Linked DNA regions of Gossypium hirsutum: region 2 is linked to region 1. Evidence: chromatin contacts called from public Hi-C data. All regions are on one chromosome and are shown on one strand. Each heading gives the region's core, a stretch centred on a gene start, on an enhancer-like site or on the middle of the called end of the contact. The rest is flanking DNA. Distances are from core to core; before and after follow the strand shown. Region 1 holds the start of LOC107952035 (aldehyde dehydrogenase family 3 member H1). Region 2 holds the start of LOC107952465.

The links. A called contact is a pair of places that touch in the nucleus more often than the background predicts.
Region 2: a contact with region 1 is called in a Hi-C map of leaf, with 2.7 times the contacts expected there. The contact joins the promoter of LOC107952465 here to the promoter of LOC107952035 in region 1. A contact is called at or near these places in 13 of 34 Hi-C or Micro-C datasets (callus, fibers, hypocotyl and 3 more).

What each region holds. Positions count from the first base shown.
Region 1 is chrA02:14,305,011-14,311,389 of Gossypium_hirsutum_v2.1, forward strand. It overlaps LOC107952035 (aldehyde dehydrogenase family 3 member H1), which reads right to left and starts at 3,616. Exons shown (of 10, transcript XM_016887275.2): 1 at 3,117-3,616; 2 at 1,204-1,272; 3 at 1,009-1,105; 4 at 697-903. The coding sequence starts at 3,341.
Region 2 is chrA02:14,473,651-14,479,806 of Gossypium_hirsutum_v2.1, forward strand. LOC107952465 reads right to left here and starts at 2,709. Exons shown (of 1, transcript XM_016887716.1): 1 at 1,891-2,709. The coding sequence starts at 2,709. The coding sequence ends at 1,891. LOC107952034 (BTB/POZ domain-containing protein At1g21780) reads left to right here and starts at 3,304. Exons shown (of 4, transcript XM_016887274.2): 1 at 3,304-3,705; 2 at 3,832-3,977; 3 at 5,031-5,146; 4 at 5,680-6,156. The coding sequence starts at 3,593.

The DNA of each region.
Region 1 (6,379 bases), core at 2,366-4,865:
TCATTCATAGAGTCATCTAAACTAGATCAAAGCTACAGGTAAACATGTAAACTAAATGCTAAAAAGGAAACAATATTAAATGATCTATATCACCATGACGCCATATGGCTCCTCACCATGAATCTATGATGGATAAAGAGTCCCGAATCCACACAGAAGACATTTAAGATTTCAAAGCTTGATCCCCAGATCTACCCCTCCTCCTCCATCAACTAATCTTATTCTTGGATCTTGTTTGTGAAATTGATAAAAATCAATAATTTTATGTATTTTTATGATTTCTATATGTATTAAATTACTATAGTCTGATATATATATTTCCTTCATTTTATTTCTTTTATTTATTGTTTTCTTTCTCATATTTCCTTCAGATGAATATAAACAAAAAAAAAAACTCCAGAGGCTATTTTTTCATTTCACGGGTTGAGATATCCACTTCGAATTTTTTTCTGATATACATGAAGTAAATAGAAAAAGATTCGAAGTTCCTATTTTTCAATCTAATAAAATATTTAATAATATTAAATTAAATAATAGGACCCAAACTGTGGTTTGATAACAAGTAATAGAAAGATAATATCCACTTTGATCACAAACTTCTAGAAGCCTACACATATGAACCTTAGATAAAGTTGCCCAAGTGTATTAAGACATAAAAGATTGAACTGGAGGAGAAGGACAATTATAAGCAAGGACCTGTATACAGTATTTTGTCCCACTTTTGCTCAAGTAGTGCTGCAGTTTCAGGAACAGCCCCTTCAACAACCTTTATGCAAGAGCTATCCAAATACTCAGCTACTAGCCTTGCAAGCAACAATGATGTGGCTGGAGCGATTTCTGACGGCTTTAAGACTATAGCATTACCGGCTGCAATAGCTCCAACAATTGGATCTAGAGACAACACTGAAAGAAGATATACAATTATAGTCATCATTCCGACAAAATTTAGAAATTAAAAGAAAAAGAAAAACATGACTGTAAACAAGTTCACCACGGAGTTTAACATACAAAAAGGATAATTCCAAGCTGAGATTACTAACACCACACCCAATGGTTCAGATACAATTTCAGCAGAGGAAGGAAATGTAACCAATGAAGTTTTTGCCTGCAAGAAAGGCAGGTTAATCATATTCAACTCTTTAATACCAAAAAGAAAACTAAATGAAAGCTTCCACCCATTTGAGAGGTATCCAAAATATTTACCTTTTCTGGCATCATCCAATGCTTCATGTTCTTGACTGCCAATCTAAATGAGTTCTTTAGCATTGCTATCTGAAGTGTCAACCATGTCAATATCAGAGGAAAAAGATTACTTATTTTATGTGGGAGTTCCATAGAAACGAAGAGCACACTCGGGAGGCCAAATATAAATAACTCAAATATTGTTGCCTTCTCCATAGTTCTTGTTTTCTAATTAGTGTGACATTTAGGGTTAAAACAAAGATATCAAACATCAAGAGTTACACAAACTTAATAAGAGGATGACATCTCAAAATAAACTTGCCTGTATGACAAAAATAAATTGCTCCAGAACAATAGTAAACTAATATATTAATTTTCCAAGTTAAAAACCTAAAAGTAACCGACTTTTATCTTCAGCCAAAAAGTGACACTGAAGCCAAGAACAACCATTTAGGAAACCTCAAAAGAAAATTTGCTTACTGTCCAACATTCATTATCATTAGCTCTTAAATCTAATCAACATAACACAAAAGGTTGACTTAAATGATGCATATAACTATCTTAAAGTAAACCACGCTAACCTCCACATTTAATCCAGAGACTGAATATATATAATTTAGGCATTTGGCTCAAATAATGTTTCTTTCAAACAAGTGGCAAACAACTGTGACTATAAACAGATGACAATTTTCAAAAACCTCCTTAAGTATTCATTGGCGATAATCAAAGTTCATTTAGCTTTCATGCCATTATTAAGTATCCCCACATTAATTAATCAAAACTACAATTATCCTCACAGCAGTAGTCTATCTCAGTCAAAGCTCCAATCACCAACTTATAATTATTCAAAATAACAGTAAATAGCAATACATCTCTCTATCTCTTTCTTTTTCCTAAATCCTGTCCACCTACTGATATACATTCCTGCATTGAAGTTTAACCGTTACTTATTATTCTTAATCCTGATCTCTACTAAATATGGGCAAGCGCAGGGACTATCTACCCCAAGCCCAGACATATTCCAAATAATTAATAATTTTGAAGAATCTTCACTGATAAAAGTATACTATAGAGGCTGAACAAAAAAACAAAAAGGGCCAAAAAAGAAAATATTTCTTACGATACTTACATCATGTGGCTGGAGATTTTAACCATGTGAGCAAGTTGGATTAGAAATAAATATTCGAGTTCTAGTAGTTTGGAACACTGCATATATCTAGCAATCATTTAAAGTCAGAAAACTGATCAACCGTTTTCAAGAAAAAGTTAACTGTTAGCATGCCATAAATGCTACTTGTGCCCATCAAGATTTCAATTCTGTCACGTATTTAAACACTTCTAAAACCTTTTCACACCAGCAACAATAGAGAGAGGATTCCTAAAACTTCCCAACTGTTCTCTTCATGTATTTCACGATTCTCGAGTTGGAGCTTGACACGAAACAGGGTCTCTCATAAAAATTTATAATATTAATACAAATGTATATCTAGACATGAAAAACTAAATAAACCCCCCAAACAGCACCGTTAGCTTTAAAGACAAAGTAGTTGAAGTTGTTTATCAGTAACCAAATAAAGCCATCAAATCTATTTTATGAATATTCTAATCTGGAGACTGGTCAATAATTAATAACAAAGTTTTAATAATTTAAAATTGAAATTCAGATTCATTCAGTAACCAAGTCCAACAGTAAAGTTTTTATGATTAGATATAATTAAATGCCAATCAAGAATTGTCCAGAGCTGACTTACAGCCGCCTATAGACTTTGTACTAAACAACTAATGCTACGTGAAATAACTTCATTGAATTCTACTTCTCATCCATTTTAAAATTTAATTAACTAAAAAACAAATCCAAAATCAATTTTTTTTTAAAAAGAAAGAATAACAGGAAAATAAAATTTCAAAATTAAAAAGAAATCAAAAGATTTGACCTCATAGATGGAGGATTCGAGTTCCGGCTTGGAAAGATCATCGTGAAGAGCAGCAACGATTTGCGGCTCCTTCTCTTCCATCATCTTCACCATGGCATTCAACTGAGTCAACCTCCATTCGTAGCTTTTAGTCTTTCCGGTTGCGAAGCTAGCTCTCAACTCCTTCACCAACTCCTTTGCCGACTCCGTACAAAAAACCGGCTTGTTCTCCACTTCGCTCGTCATTATCGTCCAAATAATCAATCAAATACGCTCCAACTATGAATCTTAAAAAAGGAACCGCAGAGAACAAGAAAACAAAATGAGGATTTTGAATTGATTGGACTCTGCCGGCGTTGATAATGATGATGTCTTACGTCACCTTTTCTTTTTCCTGCCAATATACTCAAAAACAACGAAACTGCGTATGATCGTAAATAGATCTATAGCACAAGAGCCCGTGACCCGGGCCATACCTCTGGCGTTTTCCTCAGCTGTGATCTATTAAGGTAAACCTTCACCTTCTGATGGGGGACCTATACAACCGATTAAAAAGATAAATTAATTTTTCTTTTTAACTTTGGACTTTTAGATTTAATTTTGAATTTAAAAATGTAAATAAATCATACCTGGAATGTTAAGTTGACGTGAATTTCAATATAGTTCTTGTCTTTATAAGAAAGCAAGATTTAAAAATATAAAAAAGAAAATTAATGGTAAATTCCATCTTTAGTTAAATAATTATTAGTGTATTTTTCTTTCGGTAACTAAGTTATAAAGACTTTCAATTTCACCGTTAATATTTAATATTTTCCATCTGGTTTTGTTCTGATGTAAAATGTTTTTGGATATGATGATATCATATTTCATAATTATTATAATAATATATTTAGTTTTCAATATTTACATATTTTAACAATTTAATTTTAATTTTAAATAAATATTACATTAAGCTAAAAAAAATTCAATTTCATCAATAATTATATCATATCATATCATATATTATATATTTTTTGAAGAAATATCATATATTATATTAAAAGGTCTTCAAAAATAATTTTATGTCGCGTGTTTAAAATGATGACAAGTCGATAGTGTCTTTATTGGACACGTAAGCATTTTATTTATAACACCCCAATATCCGACCCTATCGTCAGGCCTGAGTTACAAAGTGTTACATTTGTTGCCAGAGCAACTACAATCAATAACATCCAATTAATGTCAATATACCTTTAAATACAAGTAATTCATGCTAATTAAACAATGCATTATCATTTTCGGGCCTTAGACGAGCCTACAAAAGCTCTTTATTAACTCGAGATTGAAATGGATCAAATTGTAAATGATACAAAATTTTGAATTGATGTCGCGACTTTGGGGAGCTCCTCATCGGGACGTGACTTTCTGACTAGGGTTCGTTTGTAATACCCTATACTTGACCCGATTGCTGGGTTTGAGCTACAGTGTGCCACATTCGTTGCCGGAGCAACTACGATCAAATTAAATACAAATTCACGTCATCAAGCTATTATTCATAAGAATTATAAACAAACAATACAATAGAGAATCATTCTTGGGTCCTAAACGAGCTCACGAAAGCTTTTAATTTAACTCGAGATCAAATCAGGACTGAATTGTAAAATTTTTAAAATACGGGGTTGATGTCGTGACGTCATCATTACCATATCGTAACGTCACCAAACAATTTATCATGTCACAACGTCAGTCTCCGCGACGTCACTCACTGTTTGGCCTTGTTGAGACGACAGTGTTTCTCGTCTCAACGTGACATTATAAGCCATTTCTTGTCGCGACGACATGCATGTGATGTCACGATGTCACATACTATTTCTGCAATACCAACTCACAACTTGTGTTTTTAAGATACACCAATGCATATTCAATTTAACCTTATTATTTTCTTCTTTTTGACCAAATGTACAGTAAAAATAGGTTCCATAATAAGCCATAAAACTTTCAATTCATATCAACATCATGTTCTAACTACCTAATACTTCCAATCATCCATTCATTCTCACTAACTTACCTAGTATTCTTATTATTCTAGATGCAAACCTATACATATTCATTCTTCACTTTATAATTAAGCTGCCATTTCATGTATCATTCCCTAACAGCACCATAGCAAATCTAAATTGCATATCATGACATATGACATATAAACCATTTATTAAGTTCATTCATACATTTCATTCAAGGTACCATTACATATCTCATGCCTTAATCAGACTATGAGAATTCTAAGTTGTATACAGATAAAGGCATATACACATCAACCACATATATCATTTTTAAAACATCAAAATGCAATATTTAATTATAAATACTATTCTATCCCAACAAAACTTAACCTATTAGGTGCATGCCAACTATAAACATAAAAGATGCACAAACATTGCTAAGTCGGGTTTAAATTCTGGATGCTGAGAAGACCTTATCATGATCTACTATGAATCTAAGTTACTTACGCATAAAAAAAACAAAACCTTATGCTGAGCAAATCGCTTAATGGTAATTTTATGATTCAAGATATTGGATTACAAGTATAAGCTAATATGAATTTATTCAATTCAAAATCAAAGCATGAGTATTACTTTGAACAATTCCATACTTCAAATGCCAATTCAAAGCAATTATACCTATATTCATGTTAACATAGAATCCATTGTATATGTATATGCAAATTAATACAACATTTATCATCCAATTCATAAACAAACTAGTTTAATATTCAACCTCATCAATTAAGTAAATATATCCCTTTCATATTGATGTTTCAACTGTTTTTAAGCTTAATGGCTCTTTTATACATGCTCGGACCCCAGGGCTCATTTTCAAATCAAATGAAATAATATCACATTTCATAATTCCATCACATTTCATTACTTTACCCGTTTAACAATTCTTGTGTTTATAACCCCATTAACTTGACACGGGCTCGGTATGGATAGACAGATCCATTACCCCGGTTGCTTGGCAACAATGACGTTATAATGATATATAATATCATTTCAGATTGCCCGACAACAATGGTTTCCTCAACTAAAGAAATTTGTCACCCCAGGTTGCCCAGTAACAATGACTCAATGTATAATGTCTATCACCTCAGATTGCCCGACAACGATGGCTTTACTCAATACTTTGATCCTATGGCATGCCAACTATATTCGACATAGTCCGAATAGCTAATAGGGTAATCAAATTTCAAATTTCATATACAATTCCATTTATGCTTTATCATACAACATTCATTAACAATTCAT
Region 2 (6,156 bases), core at 1,459-3,958, 170 kb after region 1:
GCTTTACTCCGAGTAACCATTGCATGGTGTTAACTGGTATAGGAGGAGAAGATTGTGGTGGATCGGGTGAAGAAGAGCTAGGGGGTTAGATGTAGGTGGAGTAGGCATAGCCTATGCTAGACTAAAGGAGTTGGATGAGTAAGTTGGAGTAATAGGAGAAACAACAGAAGGTGAGCTAACACATAGAACTAGCCTTGAAAATAAGACAAGGAGTTTGGAACTAGATGATGGATTGGCTACGGATGGGACAGGTGAAGAGATGATGGTTTTGTAGGGAAAGACTGTCTCATGAATGGTAACATGATGGGATATATAGAGTCGACCAGCAGTGTCTTGACACCGGTACCCTTTGTGTAATGGGGAGTAACCTAAAAACAAACATGGGGTTGACCAAAACTACAATTTGTTCGTATTAAGGGGTCTAAGGTTAGGAAAGCATAAACAACCAAAAGTTTAAAGAAACGAATAATCGGGTTGTGTCTGAAACAGTTTCTCATATGGTGAAATGTTACCTAAGGGATAAGAGGGTAACCTATTTATCAAATACACAGCACTGCAGAAGGTATCATTCCAAAATGCTAAAGGCATAGACGCATGAGCCAACATGGACAGACCTGCTTTAACTATCTGTCTGTGTTTACAATAAACTATACTGTTTTGTGCAAAAGTATAAGGACAAGTGAAACGCTGCACAATTCCTTGTTGAGCTAAATAACCTTTTAACTCCTGAAACTCTTCTCCCCCATCTGTTTGTAAGGTTTTAAGTTTGTAACCAAGAACTCTTTCAGATTGTCGATGAAACTGTGGAAACACACTGAGCACATCTGACTTCTTCTTCAAAAAATATACCCATGTATATCGTGTATAGGCATTGGTGAAAGCAACATAAAACCGATAACCATTAGACACAATTAGAGCTGCCCCCCCCAAACATCAACAATCACCAACTGAAGAGGCGAGGTATACTCAGTGGACGATTTAGAAAATGGAAGTTTATGCTCTTTACCCAAGTGACAAGCAATACAATCAAGAGAATCTTTATTAGCATCAAACTGTATATTACAACGTAGAAGAGCCTTTGTAAGTATAGCCTAATAGGGATGCCCTAACTTAGAATCCAAAACACTAAGCAGTACCAATGTATTAGCTGTGAAACAGTGAGCTTGTCTCGGGAATGAAGTGACCTTGACAGGACTATGTAAGTGTAGTTTGTATAAACCATGATGCACTGAGCCTTGTAAAAGAATCTCTTTGGTTTTCAGATCACGAACTTGGCACTATATAGGAAGAAACTCAAACATCACCTAATTATCTCTTGTAAACTTTGACACAGACGAGATTTTTAGTTATGCCAGGTGTAAGCAACAAAGACCGCATGTATAAGGGTTGAGAGCGAGTAAGTAAAGATGATTGACCAGTAGAGAGAACAGGAAGTGCCGAACCGTTGCCTACATACACCTTACTTGGACCATTGTAGGAGGTACTGTCACCAAGCACAGTAGCAGAATGTGTAAGGTGATGCGTGGCGCCAGAATCAGGGTACCAAGAGTTATCACCAATCGTGTCAGGAGTTGCAACATACACCTTGGACTGTGGTGCAACAGATGATGGCACACTGACCTGTTGTGAAGAACTACCAGCAAACGGGTTAGTCTAAGTAGTTGATGAAGGAAGTGTGAAAAACCAACCTGGTGGAGGATATGGGAGAGTTGGATGAGGCATGGGCATAAAAGATAGAGCCCAAGGCGCAACAGAAGGTCCTGCGCCAAACATGCAGATATTCGCTTGTGGGAGAGGCCTATAGTTTTCGCTTTTATAGGAGGCATAAAACCGATAGTAGCAGCGATCGATAAGGTGACCAGCTTTCCCGCACAACTGACATTGAATGCGTTATGCAGAAGATTGACCACGTCTACGGCTCCGAGTAGTTGAGGAGGGATGATAAGCTGGGGTAGAGTTACTTTTAACACTACGATCTGGAGGTTGATGAGAGACCATATTAGCAGAACTAGATGCATCACAAATGGTAACATGCTGCTGAGCTTCAGCATCAAGAAGCATGGTAGTGACACCCTGCACGTGGTATGGTACTTGACTGGTTGTGATAATAGTAATAACAGACTCATATTCTGACGAGAGACTGTTAAGAATTGCAGTCACATGTTCATGTTCACTGATCACCTCACCGCAACTATCAAAACTATCACAGTACCCTTTAATTATCATTAAAAATTCTTTCATGTAGAGTTCACCCTTGCGTTGAGAATGCAAGGCCCTTCTATAGAACATCAACCTAGAAGTAGTTTTACTGCCATACAAGTTTACTAGTGCATTCCAAATTTGAGCGCTTGTATTCATACCAATAAGATGAGGAAGAACTGTTTGACTGACCGAAGAAAGAAGCCACGACACAAGAGCACTGTCTTGTTGTTCAAAATGCACAAACTCTGGATTCTCGTGAAGCACACCATGTTTATTTGAAACATGCTGAGTAGGAGGAAACGTTCGGGAGTCCAAGAAGCTCTGAAGCTTATATGTTTTGACTGTGAAAAGAATCTGTTGACGCCATAGGAGATAATTATTATCATCAAGAAGCACACTGATTTTCTTGGTAGATAAGAACCAACTGTCAACAACCCCGTCAGTAGCAGTGGAGGCCATCACCGGTGAAGTAAAATGCACAGCAGATTGACTAAACGGAAGATCCATAAAAACAACAAGAAATCATAGAAAAGAACTCCAAGAAAGGATGGACATCTGATACCATGTTATATTATAGCAATAAACTAACAAAACAACTGGAATTGCATTATTTAAGAAGAATACATTTTCTAAAGTTCATCAAATACATTGACTGCTCAGTTCTTTATATAGCAACGTAAGCTAACAGACTACTAGCTAATAGACTGCTAATAAAGAACCAACTGTTAACAAACAACTAACAGATTCAACAGATTCATTAATTACTCTAACACATATCATAATTTAGTAAAGGTTTAGAACTTTCAATTTCGAAATGTGAAGTTCTTCTAAGGAATTTTAAAATTTGATGTTAAAAACTTTAAATTGGTTTAATTCTAATGTCGGGTTTTTGCAATAAAAAAAAGGTTTATATTTTATTTTTGGCATAAATATGAAATTGGCCCCTAAAATCATGCCCTTTTTTTTTACTCAAGTATTTAAAATTTTTCTCATTTTATCTCAAATCATAATATAAAGCAATAAGAGCGTGACATGTGTTGCATTTTTGTTGAATGTCATATACTAAAATGAGACTATAGTTTAGGAACCACTTTTTAACCACAAAACTTTAAGTCCCTAAACAAAAAAAAAATATAGTTTGAGGATCAAATTTGTAGTTAAACCTTTGTTTTTGTTTTTATTTTTAAAATTTTCAATGATATTTGTTAATTAGTGAAACTGCCAAAAAAAAAGAAAAAGAAAAAAAGGGTTCTCCATTTTATCAGTAGACAAAGCATTCGACTTTGCAAACAGAAGGGGCGTCAAAGAACCGTCTTCTCTGCCTCTACGGCAACCGTATATTACTCATACAAATTGCAAAGCAAAACCAAGAAATCCCTCACATACAAAAATGGGTGATTCAAAGGTCGAAACCATCTCCAGATTAGCTCAATGGAGGATCGACAACTTTAGTCCTTGTTCTTACAAAAAATCCGACCCCTTCAAGGTCGGTCTTTGGAACTGGTACTTTTTATTATTATTACCTACTCCCCAGATTTTTCTTTCTCCTAAATTGTTTCTTCTTTTTTAATTTTTGCTTGATTACTTTGACTGATTCGTGGGGGAATTTGATGGACTTTAATGAAACAGGCACTTGTCTATAGAGAAGAATCGATATATGTATATTCGATTATTTCCCGAGCCATCTCGTGTGTCTAAGGAGCAGCCTCCTTATGCTAAATTTATACTCAGGATCTCTAATGTTGGTGCTAATCGTAGACTTTATATCTCCCCAGGTTTGCCTTACTTACTTTCCCTCTTTTTACATCCCCTGTTTATGTGTGTGTGTGTTTTATTGAAGATTTGAATACAAGTTCTTTGTCAATCCACTTGTGGTTCAGTCGATAAGTTCATCTTTTGCTTTTGTTTATACGCTTGTGTTTTTTCGTATGTAGAACAGAGACAATTGGTAACCAGTTTTCTAAATGCCTAAAATTGATAGGAAGGTCAAACTTTTATATTCACCATTTAATGCTATAATTCACATCTATTCCTGGATGAATAATTTAATGGCTTCTAAATTTGGATTCGAGTTTAGAAGAAAGGTAGAAGCTGGAGATCAAGTGAAGAGTGTTGCTGGATGAATAAATGACAGAAAAAAGGATAAGGCTTTTAATGATTTTAACACAATATATCAGCTCTAATTCTCTCAGAAAGAGATAGTTGAATGATCAATTACCCAAAAGCTTTGGAATTAGAGTTTTATCATCTAGAACATGTGACATTAGTGCCTTTGTGCTTTGGTGTGTTTGTTTGTTGTTATTATTTTTAATAGAACTTCTAGAATGGAAATGATAATTGAAATTGGATTGTGATTCTTGGTTATGGGCAGTGTTCATTTCAGGTGTAAAATGAATAGATGAATAGATGAAATAGAAACACTCACCTTTGAATGGATAGAATTTTCATCTTCCTGGACGTGAAAAATCAGGGAAATAGAAGCACTTGACTAGTCAAAGTTGGTTACTTTGTCTTATACTGATGTGAGAACGAAGAAAGGAAATTTTGGATCTTTTGATTATTATTTCGTGTGATGAGTTCATATGCTGACGTAAATCTAACTGTCCCATATATTGTCAGGAAAACTTCGGACTTGAGTAATCATGATTTGGATTGTCACACTTAATGTCTGTTTGTGCCTTTGATCTCTTGAACTTTCCTATAACTTTTTCATCAGTGAAACAACAATACCTCAAATTGCTTTCTCAACTTGCTTTTATGCATGTTTGTTCTGTTAAGCAGCTTTGAGAATATGTAATTGACACTTATTTGTCTACTTGGTGCTGCAGTTCATGATAGACCGCTGCGAACATGCGATGACTTTTATTGGCCTGTTGATTCTACATTCCATGGACGCTTCATTATTGATGTTGAGTTCCTGGACCTGAGGATCTGCCCCATAAATGTGAGCTTCTATAGATTTTCACTAATGTGGTATAAGAGTAGTGTCAGTAAATATGTTCTACTTCTTTATCTCCTCTCTCCTTATTGGGAAGGCATGTTAATCTGTGTTTGAAGAGCCACATCGCCTCTCCAAAGGGGAAATACCTTGTCTAAAACTAAAAATAAAAGGAAAAATAACATTTTTCTTGATAAATCTTTGTATGCTTATTTCTTCTTTTTTCTCCCTTCTAGTCTTCATTTTAGTTGAACAAGGTAGTAGAGTACCTTCTTTTTTGTAAGGGCTGGATATTTGTTCAAAACTATTGCCAGTCGTTCTTGTCTCCGGCAGGTGGCAAGTACAAATATTACAGCAGTCTGGTACTTAGCCTATCCTGTCATTACTTAAAACCCTTCTTAAACTCATTATTGTTTTAGATCAGTGAAGCTTTCCCACACAGCAAGTAACTATTCTTCTATCTATTTTTTCTTTGTTTTTTTCCTGCTATATGTCAACAGATAACTTGTTTTCTTAACCCTTTAGTTGTTAAGACCCAGGGTGGTGAAACTGTTTCAATATGGCCTATGGATGGAGCAATCCAGTCTATGTCAACTCAAACAACCCTACGCTGCCTTGCTCGCATGCTTGATGAAGGTCTTCATGCGGATGTTACTATCAAGACTGCTGAAGGTACTCTAAGAGCACACAAAGCAGTTCTATCTGCAAGTTCTCCTGTTTTCGAGAGTATGTTCCATCACAACCTTAAGGAAAAGGAGTCATCCACAATCCATATAGATGACATGTCACTGGAGTCTTGCACGGCCCTTCTCAATTACTTGTATGGAACAATAAACCAAGAGAACTTTTGGAAGCATCGACTGCCATTACTGGGAGCGGCAAATAAATACGACATTGTCGATCTCAAAGATGCTTGTGAGGAAAGCCTTCTGGAAGACATCAACTCTCAGAATGTCCTTGAGAGGCTACAGGAGGCTTGGCTTTACCAATTGACCAAGCTGAAAAAGGGGTGCATG